Regions from separate parts of the Rattus norvegicus genome. Here region 2 is linked to region 1. Evidence: chromatin contacts called from public Hi-C data. All regions are on one chromosome and are shown on one strand. The core of a region is the stretch at or near the end of the contact, and the rest is flanking DNA. Distances in the headings are between cores, read along the strand shown.

Region 1 (7,901 bases), core at 3,140-5,639:
CTACCTTTAAGTCCTTCTCCTGCAACACTGAGTTTCCAAAATCTGTTAAGTTTTTTTAAGCAAAAGACCATGGTGTGCTACTTCCCATCTGGAAGGAAGGCTGCAAGGTGGACCTGAGGTTAGAAAAGTCTCTTCATGATTCCTGGGCCTGGCACTTCTGGATTTCTCTCTCTCTCTCTCTCTCTCTCTCTCTCTCTCTCTCTCTCTCTCTCTCTCTCTCTCACACACACACACACACACACACCTACCTCCCCTCTGGTTTCTCCTGAACCCCACCTGTTCCAAGCTTCCCTTACTATAAGTAAGTCTCCACATGGACATACAGACTTTTTTAAAAGTGGGGGCCATCTCTTTCTTTTACCTCCACACAAATGCAGTGGCCCACAGGTTCCTACCACCAACACACAAACACCAAATAAATAAGCGTAATTAAATTAAAATAAAACCCTACATGCATACATCTAGTTATCTCCACCAAGTTATATCATACATGTATCAGTGTGTGTGCATAGATCAACTTTATTCCTACTTTCTCTGGGCTCTAAGATGTTCTGTTAAAAGTATTGGGGGGGGGGTAGTTGATTATGTATGCATGTGTACTAAATTTACAAAGGACGAAGTAAACTACCACAAAAAAAACAAAAAAAAAAAAAAAAAAAAAAAACAAGCTTTCCTCCCTCGGCCATCACTTCCTGCCCTGGGGCAATCAGGATCAGTTTCTCCAGTATCAAATCATCTTTAAAAATCATAAACCACTCTACTATTCCAATGGCTTCCTGTGGAGCTGACAGTAAAATGCAGCCAACCCCACCTCCACCCCTCCCCCAGCCCGTCTACCAGGTGCCACAAGCCAGGCTCTGACCCTCCTGATCCTGCAGGCTCCCTTTTCCAACCACAAAGCTGCATACCTGCTTCTGACCTGGGAGTAGGAGAGCATTTGCTGGTGCCTCAGCCTGGAATGTTCCCCTTCCCAGCTGTGTGCAGCTGGATCCTTCTGTCTTCAGGCCTGAGTTCTTCCCAGGGCAGTCTTCACTGCCTCCCAACATCCCCACTGCCCTATGCTCTATCTCCCCACAAGGGGTATTTCTTCTCATGATCTGGTACTGTCTTTCCCGGACCCCCATTAGGCAGGCAACCTACCTGTCCACCTACTACCACACTGCCTAGCATAGGCCTCTCAGGTAATCGGCAGATCCCTTCCACGAGCTTCCATTAAGGAATGAAGCACATGTTTTCTGTGCTGGTTTTCGTCTGCAAACTGCCTACTTGCAGGACCTTCCCAACACCAAGTTTTTCCTCACTGGTCACCCTCCCCCGCATGCCTGGTCAGGGTCAGGAAGTCAGGGAAGGAGGAAAAGGGGAGCCTCTGGATCTCCCCTCCCTGAGTTATGCAGCAATAAAGACAAGAACTTGTGTCTACTCTAAATTTCCAGAAGCCACTCCAACTGCCACTGTGGAGTTGAACTTGACGGCTCTGTCTCTCATTTATCTCAGCCTCAGATGCGGCTCTCAAGTGAGCCCCAGCACAGGAAACAGATACTACCTGGGGAACAGAAGCCTCTAGGGCAGGCAGTCTGCCCGTCCCACCTGACTTCCCCTGAGCCCCAGACACCTGGGATCCTCTTAGTGGGAATCCATCCAGCCCCAGAGACACAAATGCACATCCAATCCTGAGTCTGCAGCACGGACCAGGTGCCTAGGGGATACCCTTTTCAAGACATTTCCTTTCTGGGGCTGTTTCCAGGGAGAATGCTACATGTTGTGAAGATTAATTTTTAAGAGGAAAGGAGGGGGCCTTGCACAAATAGTGTGGGGGAAGGGAAAGGGAAGAAGGAAATAAGAAATACTCCTCAAGAAGGTCGAAGCAGATGAGTAGCAAGAAGGTAAGTTTGGTCAGGATCGAAATACAGAAGAGGTAGGAAAGAGAGTGAGGTCACTTCCTCCCATAAGTGATAATTACTAGAACTGATCAAATGGATACAATCCCAAGGAGTTCTTCTGGGCTCTGTGCGAGATCATTTAAACTATAATGGCCTAGGTTGGAGATGCAGCTCAGCGGTAGTCACTTCTCCAGCATGAGCTAGGCCCTGGGCTGATAATATGTTATTACAATAATGACAACAGTTAGCTGGGCAGGTCGTGCATGCCTTTAATCCCAGCACTCAGGAGACAGAGGCAGAAGAATCTGAGTTCAAGGCCATCCTGATCTACAGAACAAATACCAGAGCAGCCAGAGAAAAACAAACTAATAATGACAATAAATGCAAATATAGTTACTAATAATAAACAGCTAACTTCCCAAATGCACATACTGAATATATAATACGTAGGATTTCCTGCACGTTGAGCTAGTGCTCTTCCACTAAGTTACATTCCAATTCCAACCGCTAACAGTTGCCGAGCATTTACTGTGTGCAGTACAGCGTTGAGATTGCATTCGGTCTTTTCATCCTTAAAACCACCCCCACGAGGTGGATACTGTCAGAATTTAACCTCATTTTACAGATAAGTAACCTGAGCAAGAGAGTTGGGTTCAACTGCCCATGGAGGCACCATCAGTGGCTGCACTGGTACAACTCCAGCTTCCTGGTTCTAACTACAAGGCTACCAAGCGTTCTGTGGTACAGGCCTTCCAAACCAACCAGTATCCTTCAAATCATCAACATACGCCAGTTTCAAAGATAGATGCACAAATCCGCCTTTTCTTTAATCGGAGAAAGTATGGACGATGTTTGGACACTGCCAAGACCAAGCGGCCAGGAACAAGACCCAAGTGTGCTGAATCTAACACCCAGAGAAGGACTTCCAACCCCACCAAGAGGTTGGAGACGATCTCTGGGAACCTTGCACCGAGTGGAAGCATCTCGGACTGCCTTAGGTCAGACCCCTTCGCCAGCGCCAGCGCGGAGGCGCCGGGCCCGGAAATTCCCACAGAGCTAAAGCAAACTTCCCAGGAAAACTCCTCGGTTTCCTCTAAGCCCTTGTCACAGAGATGCTGCCAAGAGCGCCAGCTGCTGGGGACCCTCCCAGGCGGGAGCCGACGCTCGAGCGCCCGGGGTCCTCCCGGAAAGATCCAGGGCTGAAGTTCAAAATTCACGCCCAACCCAGGCCGGACCCCCCCCCCCGGCTTTGCCAAGGACTCTGGGGCAGCTCCCACTCTCCGGTCCCTTTCCACCCCACCCCCAAGCTTCAAGTAATGGGGCACCTCCTGCCAGGATATGTAGGTTGGCTGCGGGAAGATCCCGCGGGCGACCCTAGAGCTCCTGGGGAATCTGAGCAGCCGCAGCCGGCGCGTGCACACACACGCACGCACACACAAACACACTCGCGTGAGTGTGTGTTTACGTACCGAACGTGGGGTGGGAAAACAATGGCGAACCGCTGGGACTACGCGACCACCCCCCCCCATCCCATCAGCCCTGTGCTCAATTTATTTCTACCGTGAAAAGGAGGGTTGAAAGGCGCTCCTCCGACACTCCACCGTGGGACGTAGAGGTGGCAAAGGGCAGGCTGGAGTAGAGAAGAGACAAGAGCAGCAACGGCTGAAAAACGGGAGGCGTCTCCCGGCTGGTCCGCGGGGAATGAACCGGAGCCGTGGGAAGGGCGCGCGCTGGACCCCAGCGGCCCATGGCCGGAGCTCCGCGTTGCGGGTACCCGAGCCCCACGTGGGGCTCGCACGCGGATACCTAAGCTGGGGCTGGGAGTACTTAAACTGGGCGCGATGGTCGGGCTGGGGAGAAAGACCTAGGGCCGGCGGGTCGCAAAGGGCCGGCGGGTAGAAGACCCCCGAAGCCCGGCTCGCGTGGCGCGCGCACGCCACCCCCAACGGCCTGCGGCCACTGCCCTCCAAAGGGACGCGAGATCAGCGCGGCGCCACCGGCAGGCGTTGTGAGGGGTCCGGTAGGATCGGCGCCGCCTGGCAAAACTTTGCCCAAGATGGAAAGTCGCGCGGAACAGAGCCAGCGTGTCCCTTGGAACGCGGGGGCGCGCGTGTCAAACTTCGCGAGGTTGGGGTGATGGGCGCGCGGCGCGGAGGGGCGCACTTACTAATCGGTCGGGCGCTGGCCCGGGGTCGCAACTCCGTGCTCCGGCTCCTGTTCAGTGCGTCCCGGCGGCCAGCAGCCTGGCCTTCCCGCTCACATGCCCAGGCAACGCGGCGGGCAGCGGGCCGGGGCGGCGCGGCCGGGCGGAGGCACGCCCCCCACCGTGGGCTGGAAGCGCTCAGGATCCGCGGCCCGCCAGGCTCCGCTGGCCACCGTCGCGGGCGCCGAGCTGAGGACGGGTCGGGCGGCGCCCTCCGCCGAGCCAGGCCGCTCGGCACTCTGCCCTCTGCCCTCGGCTGGCCGCAGCCGTGCTCCCTTCCGCAGTCCGGCTCCCGGACTCCCGGCCGCTGCGCCGGCCAGGCCGGCGGGCAGTGCGCTCTGTCCCTCCGCGCAGTTCCGAGCCCGCTCGGTCAAAAGCCAGGGCCTCCGAAGCTGAGCGCGCCGCCCCGGCCTTCGACCTCCGCCGGCCGCTCAGGAGCTCGGCTTCCAGGAGCCGCGCTCGTACACTTCAGTTCCCAGGCGGGACTGGAGCAGGGCGCTCGCCGCTCGCTTCTGCGAAAGCCACTCAGCCTCCGAGGAGAAAGAGGGAGGGAGGGCGCGAACGGGCGGGGGAGGAGGGAGGGTGTGGAGATGGAGGAGGGAGGGACAGAGCTTCCTCCTCCTCCTCCCAGCAGCTGGTCCAGCCAGGCCTCAACAGCTGGAGACCTGTGCTGGGAAGCGGACAGCAGAGGTTCTCCAACTGGGTAAAGAAAATAGGAGGAAAAAGATGAATTCTGCCCACTCCCTCGATATAGGTTTGAGAGTTGCTACAGAGAATCTTAATTTCTTTTAACAAGCCCTAAGAAGGTGTTTGTCCAGTTCACAGCCTCCTCCAAACAGAGACCCTGGATTGAACTTTATTTTTCTCACTGGTAAATCAGGTTGGCCTCGAACTCACAGAAACCTGTTTGGCTCTCCCTCCAGGATGCTAGGATTAAAGGCATGCTCCACCTGGGTCAGTGTTGGACTGAGTTTTTAAAAAATTGTACTTGAGGGGTTGGGGATTTAGCTCAGTGGTAGAGCGCTTGCCTAGGAAGCGCAAGGCCCTGGGTTCGTTCCCCAGCTCCGGAAAAAAAAAAAAAAAAAAGAACAAAAAAAAAATTGTACTTGAGAGCTACACTTGGGACTGGGAGTGTCTCGTGCCTGTAATACCAATACCAGGAAAGCTGAGGCAGGAGAATCTCAATTTGAAATCAGCCTGAGGGGGTTGGAAAGACCTGCTTTAACCTGTTCTAATCTCTGACAGCTTCGTAAAGTCTCCAACCACTCCCTAGCCCTATCCTTTTCAGAATCTCCAATAAGTCCTTCATTTCCTCCTGCCCCGTTTAGGAGGAAGGCATGTTTGAAGAACGGACTCGCCTTAATCAGCCCATCTATTGAATGTCTACACCAGACCTGACCCAAGCAGATGCCAGGGATCACCAAGATGACACAGCGGCAGCCATGGATTCCCGTGTGAAGGAATGGGTCAACTCCAGTTCTAGAAAGTGTTAGAGCCATAAGGTTTACCAAGGATGCTAAAGGACTGGTGTCTGAGTCTCCTTTAGAGAGGCCACAGTTTGAATTGGGTCTTAGGGACCTGTGGGAACAGGGCTGGTTGAAGGAATGCCAATTGTCTGGAGAGGTGGCCAGCCGGGAAGATTCCACAGGATGGGAACATTTCATCAGTCCCTGCTTCCCTGCTTGGATGACAACTCCTTTTTTATAGTCTTCTATCTTTTGGGTCTCAGTCTGATATCAACTTCTCAGGAAATCTTTCCTGAGTTTCAAATCATGGCCAGGAGCTCCATCCATGGGCTCTGAGAACCCACAGGTCATTTGCCTGTCTACAACATGAAATGCTAAACTCTTGGGGCTGGGGATTTAGCTCAGTGGTAGAGCGCTTACCTAGGAAGCGCAAGGCCCTGGGTTCGGTCCCCAGCTCCGGGGAAAAAAAGAACCAAAAAAAAAAAAAAAAAGAAAAAGAAAAGAAATGCTAAACTCTTCGGGACAGGAAGGATACACCTCTTGTTCACGGTTAGATCCCTTGTGTCTAGATGGGTCTTGGCAAAGAGCAGGCCCTTAATACATTCCTGTTTATCAGTTGGCTGACTAAAGAGAAAGTGATTCTAAGCAGGGCTCTGATGAAATCAGTCTAGCCGAGGTATGGAGGTAGGCCAGTGAGGAACTTCAGAAGGATAAAGGCCTGAGCTAAGATGGGACTAGGGGGGTGGGAAAAGTCAACATTAACTATTAAGGATATGGTTTTAGGTGACTGGGTGGGATCATTTCAGAAGCCAGTAAAAATTCATCTAAGTTCTACTACCCTCTTTCCCTCCTCCCAGACAACATGTCTGTGCATCCATACCTTGTGGCTTCCCTCTGGCCTCTGGTCAGCTTCTTTATGGGCCCCTCCCTGTCCCTGCCATTAGCTACAGCAGATAGAGACAGGCAAAAATGGAGTTTGAACTGGGTGTGGAGTTACTCTCCTTTAACCCCAGCTCCAGGAAGCAGAGGCAGGTAGATCTCTATGAGTTGGAAGCAGCCTGGTCTACACGGTGAGACACTGTCATCATCGTCACCATCATTATCAACGACATCATGTAAGTTAAGACAAAGTAAAAAAAAAAAAAAAAAAAAAAAAGCCTAGCGTCAGGGAGCTGAGAGGTACATGTTCTCATCTCTCACACTCACTGCCAGAGAGCTCCTGTATCCTTGGCACCATTCTGGGGGGGCGCGGGGGGAATGAAGTTCAAGTTAGAGACAGTAAGTGGAGGGAGGAAACTAACAGAAGATGCTAGGTCTTTCCTTTGACCACAGCACCAGACGTATGCCTTTAACTCAATCCTTGTTTTTTTTTTTTTTTTTGGTTCTTTTTTTTCCGGGAGCTGGGGACCGAACCCAGGGCCTTGCACTTCCTAGGCAAGCGCTCTACCACTGAGCTAAATCCCCAACCCCTAACTCAATCCTTGTAGTACTCATTCTGCACCACCCCCACCCCCACCCATTCCAGAATAGTCTCCAACCTGGACGCTTGTTCTCTCTCAGCCTCCCTTGTTTGTGCCCTTCCTCTGCACTGCGTCCAGGGGCCGGGTCTTCCGAGATGCCCTTCCATGCCTCGATTTCCTGCTTGTCTACCTTCTATCCTAAGATGGGGAAAAAAATCATTTTGAGACAAGGGCTCATATAGCCTAGGTTATCCCCAAATTCTATAGGCTGAACTTCAATTTCAGGTCCTCCTGAGATTACAGGAGCGCACAGCATGAGCAGGTTTGTGTGAGGCTGGGGATGGAAACTAGGATTCTCTTGTGTACGAGGACACCACCCTACCAACTGAGCCGCATCTCCAGTCCCCCAAGATGAAATTTTATCTGTTTTCAAAATGTTGCTGTGTACTGTTAAGGGGTCTAAACACCAATCCAGAATGACAAAAAGGTAATCAAGCCGACTAGGGAGCTGAATTGTGACCACGAGCTACAATGTTTCAGAGCTTTTAAGCCTGAAAACCACAAACACCTGAGCCAAGTTACAGTTACATTTTCCCACCAATCAGGATTTAGGGATGGGACTTTCTCTTTGTGGGTTGGTCTATGTCAATCGATACAGAATGTAGGTTTTACAGTCCAACCAATCAAATCTATTTGTTCTTTTGTGGCGAGGAGCAATCATTATGTTTGGGGGCGCAAACGATGAATAATGGAAACTGGTCAGCTATTAGGAGGTCCTCAGCTCCTCTAGAGCCTGGGACCTTGAACTTAGTTTCACTCTATGGTGAAAGTGGAGTCTGAAAACAAAATGGTGGCACTTAAGACAAATTTCTTTGATTCATTCCCAGTGGTA
Region 2 (7,901 bases), core at 2,456-4,955, 180 kb after region 1:
AATAAGCAGAAATCTGTAAAGCCAACTATATCCTTACCCAGTTGTTTTCTTGACTTTGTTTTAGAATGAATTTCTTCTGCATCATCTAATACGAGGTTCATGTACTCATCAAAGCCCTGGAAAGTCAATTGACAATCATTTTCAAGTAAATCGCATCAGACCATTCTAAAAGAATAATTAGATTCAGAAATACCAATTAATTTTAGAATTTTATGCTATCACTGATTTGTCAACCCAAACACCTAAAGCATCTTCTTATTAACTTATTTGTATTTCTAAAGTTTTTCATTTTGTTTCTGTTACATGTGTGTTTATTTCTGGATGCATCTGTGCACCTTAGTATAGGTGCTTAAGGAGGGCAGAGGCACTAATCCACCTGCCAGAAGTACAGGCAGTTGTGACCATCGAAGGTGTACACTGGGAACTGAACTTGGTCCTCTGCGAGAATAGTAAATGCTTTTATCTGCTGAGCCCCTTATTTCCGAGACAGTGTCTTATGTGGCCTAAGTTGGCCCCAAACTTCCCATACAGTCAAGGAAAGCCTCAAACTCCTAATCCTCCTATCTCTCTCCATTCCAAGTGTTGAGACTACAGGTGTGTGCCACCACGCCTGGTCAAATGTGACATGCCCAATTCTTGGGGCATTTTCAATATTTTTTTGGGCAGAGATGGTGTTTGAGGATTAACCCAGGGTCTTCTACACATTAGGCAAGTGGCTTACTACTAAGCTGCATCCCAGTCTACCTCTTTTTAAATAACAAAGAAAGCTAGAATGAGATCCAAAATACTTCAACCTCTTAGAGGAAAACATTCACCAGGTAAGCCTGCTGGACACTACCCAATCCAGTATGTGCACTCACAGACTACCTTCTGCCACTGCTCTCCCATGTTCCTCACAAACACGACTTCCACTAACTACTGTGCTTGCTCACCAACTGCTAGGAGATTATTGATAGACACTCTTGGTATCTACAAGATATCAAGTACTTGTACTTGAGAGACACTTCAATTGTACATGCAATCATGAGTTTGAATCTCTACCACTCAAACAAAGCAGGGCACAGTGGTATACAGCTATACCTAGTGCTGGCCAACTAGTCTTCTCAAGTTCATGAGTTCTAGGCTCCATGAGATCTTGTCTCAAAAAAGCAGAGAGCAATAAAAGATACCTCTTGCATATATACCCACACACATGAATATGTATAAAACTCCTCTACCACCACTGTCAAAAAAAAAAAAAAAAAAAGTGAGGCTGAACATGGGTAACACATGTCTATAAACCTCAGGAGGCTGAGGTAGGATCAAAAGTTCAAGGCCTTACTGGGCTACACAGCAATCTCTTGCCTCCAAATTAACAATGGATAGTTCAGTGGTTAAGAACACTGGCTGCTCTTCCAGAGGACCCAGATTCAATTCCTGGCATCCACATGGCGGCTCACAATCTGTTGATAACGCCAGTTTCAGGGGATCTGGCACCCTCACACAAATAATGGCAGGCAGAACACCAACACACATAAAAATAAATAAAGCTTTAAAAAGAATTTTTTTTTTAAAGTTTCCACAATCTTAACATTGTAGAAGGTCAGACAAGAGGATTTGCATGTGTTAAGTCTCTCTTATAAGACTGCCTCACACAAAGAAACAACAGAGATTGGAGAGATGGTGCGGTGGTTAAGAGTCCTTGCTGCTCTTGCAAAGAACCCAGGTTTGGTTCCCAGCACCCACACGGAGGCTAAGAACCACCCATCTTCAGGTGAGCCGACAACTTCTGACTTGTTTGGGCACTAAACACACACAGGCAAAACACTCAGACAAATAAATCTAAAATAACAACAAAAACCTATTGAGATTGTAGCTGTGTGGTAGAGCAGGTGCTTGGTATCCACAAAACCCGGGTTTGATCCCTAGCACCAAACAAAAAGCTGAAGTCTCATCTAACCCTACCAGTTCTCTTCAGGGATTATCTAATCCAGAATCACCGTCCTCTAGCACTCCCCATCCCCCTCTCATTTTGATTTTTTTGTTCCTTCTCCTCACAAACTAAGCTCTTCTTAAAAGTTTAACTCTTTCTTCCCTTTAAGAAAAGTACTATCTGGGGTTGGGGATTTAGCTCAGAGGTAGAGCGCTTGCCTAGCAAGCACAAGGCCCTGGGTTCGGTCCCCAGCTCCGAAAAAAAGGAAAAAAAAAAAAGTACTATCTAACCCTATCAACCAAAGCAAGGAGAGGAGGCTAAATAAATAAAACTCAAGTTCTGAAGAGCTTTCTTGAGTTGGGTCCTTGACTCCTTGTATATATTGCTCTTTCTGGCCATCTTCTGAGATGTCTTTTTCTGATAACATCCAGAGGAAAAATAGCCTGGATACTCACAATAATACAACCCTCTATCCGCATATTCACTTGTTCATACAGCCACACCTGAATTCGAGATCTCTGAAATAAAAATAACGGTTTTAGAAACAGTAAACAGATCCCACCCCATTACTTTGACTCCACAATAAATGACTTACCTTAAAAATGCCAATGAATATAAGCCAAAAGTTAGAAATAGTTAGTCTACATCTAAGAGCTAGCAACTCTGGTGAATCTGCTGAGAAACATTTAACAAATGCTCCAACTGGGCTGTTCAAACAAATTTTCCTACTCTGAAAATTTATTTTTGCTTCTGGCATGAATACATTTACAGTTTAAACTGGTCACAGGACAGCACAAAGCAAATCTGACGATTAAAAATTACAATCGCTTAAAACTGTTTTTCATTTGTGTTGTAACACTCTAAAAATACCGTGAAAATCTCCCCAAAGAAGACCATTTGCCACTAGTTTCTTTGTATCTAACTCCCCCACCACCACACCCCCCACCTTTTTTGTGTCTTCTCTCCATTTTAAGTGCTACTAAGGAAAAAGCAATATACACCTGTCACTGCTAACTCCGATGACAAATTCTATGAAATCAATGATTTTGTTCTTGGAGAATAATGGTAACTGTGTGCATGCTTAAATTAGGCATGGACATACACCATTTTATTAATTAGCGCTTTCCCTGGGACCTTATCCTCAACTGTGGTGCCCCCAACCCTCAATTTTTAAGTCTAAGCACTAGGATCAGAGAAGTTGATACAAATAATCAAATAGGCCCAACCTTCATTTCAATAACAATAAGGAAACAAGTAACTTACGTACATTTTGCAAGTATCTGAAGATAAGGTTCTGTGTACCACAGCGATCAAGGAAAACATACAAACAGTAGTTACTCTGCTCCCAATCTTGTCTGACTCTCCAGCGCCCTAAGGCCAGGCCGGGCTACACACGCAAGCACTAGTGTCCATCTGCAGCAAGCACTCGGGATGCACTAGAAACTCGAAAGGCACTCCCTCCCCACCGGCCTCGTTTCTCAAAACTTCCTGATGACCCACATCCTCTTCTCCTATTCTGTCGACCCCACTTCCATTCCGTACCGCATGCCCGCCACAGTACACCCGAGCCCGCCTCCCGCGGCCCTTCAACTCCGCGCGCTTTCCGGCCTCCTCAGTACGCCCCGGGGCCTCACGGGAAGCGGCCCGTACCAGGTTGCCCTGTTCCCCGCCCACGCTCACAGCGCCTACGGACCCAAAGCCCAGAGTTCACGCCGCGGAGGATACGATGGGCTGCACCATCACCTTCTGCACCTTCTGGCCCTGGCCGCGGTACGCCATGGTGGAAGTCACAAAGACCACACGAATAGGAAGACCGCCTCAGCAAGCGACTTCCGGAAGCAAGACCTGGAAACGGAAGTGCCTGTAGTCGTCGGCGGGCCAGTGGCTAGGAAACGCCTCTCTAGCCACGGAGCCGCTTTTTCTCTATGCTTATAGCCTCCGCCGGCCGCCTTCCGAGTCCACCGCTCTTTGAAACCGAGGTCTGTCCTACAGCGCCACCTGGAGGTAGGCTGAAGGCGCTCAGGGCTTCGGCCAGGCGCCTGTACTGAGAGGTTTGCCTCTGCTTAGGTGCTATTCTGAGAATTGCTCTGGATTTTAGGTCTGGTGGCCTCCAGGCGGGCGGCATATTGTCCAAAACCATCTGCAGACTTCCCTTATTCGTTTTGGGCCCCAGAGCGTCTGGATTGTCATGCCCAAAGCAGTGATGTAGCTGTGGTTTGCTCAATAACAGATTCAACCCTCATCACCTTTATGGAGAGTTACTGTTGAGCTGGTAACCCAAGATGGCAATCCAACTGATTGGCTTGTTGGGCTCAAAATTCCTCTTAGTTGTGTGACCACTGATAATAAGTGACTAGGCCTCACCATCTCCATCCGGCAAGGGGTGTGTGTGTGTGTGAAGATTCAAGGAGGCAGTAGTGCACAAATATTCCTTGAACTGTACGGAATTTGCACTCACTGTAATCTCAGCTTGTGGAAGGCTCAAGCAAGAGTATTAGCTTAAGGCCGTCTGCTAAATAGTACATTCCAGATCTGTCTAAGCTACATGAGGCCTTGTTTCAAAAGTTGGAAATGTAAGTCAATAAATAAATAAATAAATAAATAAATAAATAAATAAATGCATTTAATACAAATACCTACGATCCAGGGGAGATGATTCAGTAGGTGGGACATGAGGTCAGTCACCAACACCTACACAAAATGACGTGCCTGTAATTCCAGCACTGGGATTGCAGAGACAGGAGGACACCTGGGCGTGATGGCCAACTCCTCTAGCTCCATCGTCAAGTTCAATGAGAGTCCCTGACTCAAAGGATATGATGAGGAGTGGCTCAGAAGGACACTTGATGACATCCTTCAGACTCCACATGCAGATGTGCATATACACAGACATGCACACATAAAATGGGGGAAAATGTCTATGCCTAGCCTACTCGACACCAACACCACAAATCAGCCTTTCTCGAAGCTGCAGCTGCCCCCACCTCACCAGAAAGTATCTGGAGCAGCTTACCAGGGAAAGGATCAAAATTTGAAATGCAAAGTCTTGAGTTTTATGGAATTCATATTGCTTTCGCACCATCTTTAGGATGAAGAATTGTAAGTCAGGAGCCATCCGGATGTGTGTGTATGTTAAAGCCTGGTCTCTGTTAGAGACCCCCACCCCATAACGCAACTAGCAAGAAAAGGGACTGATTAAATGTCCCTACATTAGTAGGCAAGCCTACTCAGTTTTCTGTTATGACGGGGCTTCTGGCCTGGTTCAAACATTATCTAATATTTTATAATGTTTGATATTTAGCATTTATTTAAATATTCTCTTTCTGATAAGGAAGCTCAGACTTGAAAGGCTTTTGGATGGTATATAAGGGGGCTGGCACTTTAAAAGATAACACTTAAGTCAAACAACAGAACCTAAGGTCTTCTTCAGATGAGAATAACAGGAACTCCAATCTTAGAAAAGTATTATGATGAAAGCTTTCATTTTTTATTTTTTAAAGACAGGGTCTCATTTTGTAGCCATGGCTGTCCTGGAACTTGCTACAGCGTAGACCAGGCTGGCCTGAACTCACAAAGATCCACCTTCCTCTCCCGCCAGAGTGCTGAGTCAAAAGGCATGTGCCACCACACCTGGATAAAAGCTATTTTTAAGCTACAAAAAGAAACTTAATTGACCCGTCCAGCGGGTCCAGTTATTCAGGGTTCCGAAGGGGCGCTACCCTTGGGCCAATGGGGGGCGAGAGAAGAAAGAGACCAAGCAAGATTCCATTGTCAAGGTCTCATTTATTGGGATGAACGTTACAGCGTTTAAGGCTTTCAGGTAGGGGGAGTGACCTTTGTGAAACACGAAGGATGGAGGGGAGACGAGGGTATAGGCAGTGATAGCTGGAGGCAAAGAGGTCAGGCGGTAGACGATGAGGTCAGGCAGTGGAGACACCGGGTGTTGACTCAGGAGATAACTGATATTTGCTTGGGCTGAAGCATCCCGTGGATGTTATCTTCCTGTGCCGTAAATTCATGGGAGAGGCTTTTGTCCCACAATCTCGAGGCTTTATGACAGTCATCTTAGAGGAGTATGTGTGGCCATGCAGCCAAGAGTCACGTAGCTACTTTGAGCTATACAGTCACAAAACGGCCAGGCCCAAATCCAATACGGCTCCCTACACTTAATTTTTTTTTTACATGGGGGAATTGAAATTATGTCTTTAAAAAGAACATATCACACTCCAAACGTAAGCAATCTACTGCCCTCAGAGGCAGCCTGGAAAGAGCCCACATAGACCCACTCTATCTCAAATGCAAAGATCCCTAACTACTTCAGTACTTGCCTATGCATTTTCTGATTTTTAAACTTTGGTGAGTTGAATCCTATAAACGATATATGTAAGCGGTTCTACAACTCGTCAGAAATGTCGTATATGATTTCTTTTTTCTTCTTAAGATTTATTTATTTATTTATATTGAGTACACTGTCTCTGTCTTCAGACACACCGGAAGAGGGCATCAGATCCCATCACGGATGGTTGTGAGCCACCATGTGGTTGCTGGGAATTGAACTCAGGACCTCTGGAAGAGCAGTCAGTGTTCTTAACCGCTGAGCCATCTCTCCAGCCCTGATTTCTTTTTCGTTAAAACAAAATGATTTTGCAGGGCCAGCAAGATGGCTCAGCAGGAAAAGGCATGAGCTATGAAACCTGGTGTCAGGAGTTCAGTCCCTGGATTCTACATAAAGGTGGAAGGAAAGAACCAACTCCTGAAAGTCGTCCTCTGACCTCCACACATGTGTCAGACATTAAAAGCCTTATACTTGTCAGGCATGGTGGCACATCTTTGATCCCAGTACTTGGGAGACAGAGACAGGCGAATCTCTGAGTCTGAGGCCACCCTGGTCTACAAAGCAGGTTTCAGGACAGTCGCAGATACACAAAAGCTGAAAAAAAAAAAAAACAAAAACAAAAACAAAACTTATCTGTACATGAATGGGAACACATGTAAGTACAAATGGGGTGTTGTAGCCTGGGTAGAGGACAGTGGACAATGTTTGGGGCTGGTCAATTTTGTATGGTTTGTATTTGTCCAGTCATCTCATATTTACTTATGACCTAGTGTCACTACAGTGTCACTACTGTATGTATCCTAGCTTTGGTGGGAAGTAAGTAGATTTTCCTTTTTTAAATATCAACTTTAGAATCAGATTATCCGATTTTAAAACATTACTGTTTTTCATTCTTGATTGTTTGGTTTTGTTCTTTAGAAGGGTTTCTCTGTGTCGCCATGGCTATTCTGGACTCTGTAGACAGACCAGGCTGACCTCAGACTCAGAGATCCGCCTGCCTTTGCCCCCCAAGTGCTGGGATTAAAGGTGTACCCCACAATCGATTGGCAAAACATTATTGTTTGCATTTTATGTGTAGGGGTATTTTTGCATGTAGGTGTGTGTGCTACATGTATGCTTAGTGCCTGTTGAAGCCAGAAAAGGGCACTGGATTTCCTAGAACTGAAGCTACAGATGATTGTGAACCACTATTTAAATGCCTGGAATCAAAGCCAGGTCCTCTGGAAAAGGAGTCAGTGCTCTTGATTTTTCGTTTAAGATTTATCTAGTTATTATATATAGGTACACTGTAGCTGTCTTCAGACACACCAGAAGAGGGCACCAGATCTCATTACAGAGGGTTGTGAGCCACCATGTGGTTGCTGGGAATTGAACCCAGGACCTCTGGGAGAGCAGTCAGTGCTCTTAACCACTGAGCCATCTCTCCAGCCCGTGCTCTTGACTTCTGAGCCATCTCTCTAGCACCTAGATTATCGATTTGTTTTTTAAATCACATTTGGAATTTGTGTTAATATAAACTCTAGTAATTTAAATTTTAAATTCCAGTACATCCTATTTATTTATTTATTTCTTCGGAGGTTTCTTTGTTCGACTTTTTTTTTTTTCTTTTTCTTTTTTTCAGAGCTGGGGACCGAACCCAGGGCCTTGCGCTCT

The links. A called contact is a pair of places that touch in the nucleus more often than the background predicts.
Region 2: a contact with region 1 is called in a Hi-C map of hepatocytes, with 1.8 times the contacts expected there. The contact joins the promoter of Snrpe here to the promoter of Sox13 in region 1. A contact is called at or near these places in 6 of 12 Hi-C or Micro-C datasets (Schwann cells, hepatocytes, liver and 2 more) and 1 of 1 datasets of contacts at active chromatin or transcription factors (oligodendrocytes).

The regions. Positions count from the first base shown.
Region 1 is chr13:47,423,183-47,431,083 of GRCr8, forward strand. Sox13 (SRY-box transcription factor 13) reads right to left here and starts at 4,390. Exons shown (of 14, transcript NM_001105952.1): 1 at 4,048-4,390.
Region 2 is chr13:47,605,546-47,613,446 of GRCr8, forward strand. It overlaps Snrpe (small nuclear ribonucleoprotein polypeptide E), which reads right to left and starts at 3,706. Exons shown (of 5, transcript NM_001271237.1): 1 at 3,638-3,706; 2 at 3,180-3,206; 3 at 2,368-2,430; 4 at 38-116. The coding sequence starts at 3,691. LOC134481497 (a long non-coding RNA gene) reads left to right here and starts at 3,776. Exons shown (of 2, transcript XR_010057007.1): 1 at 3,776-3,916.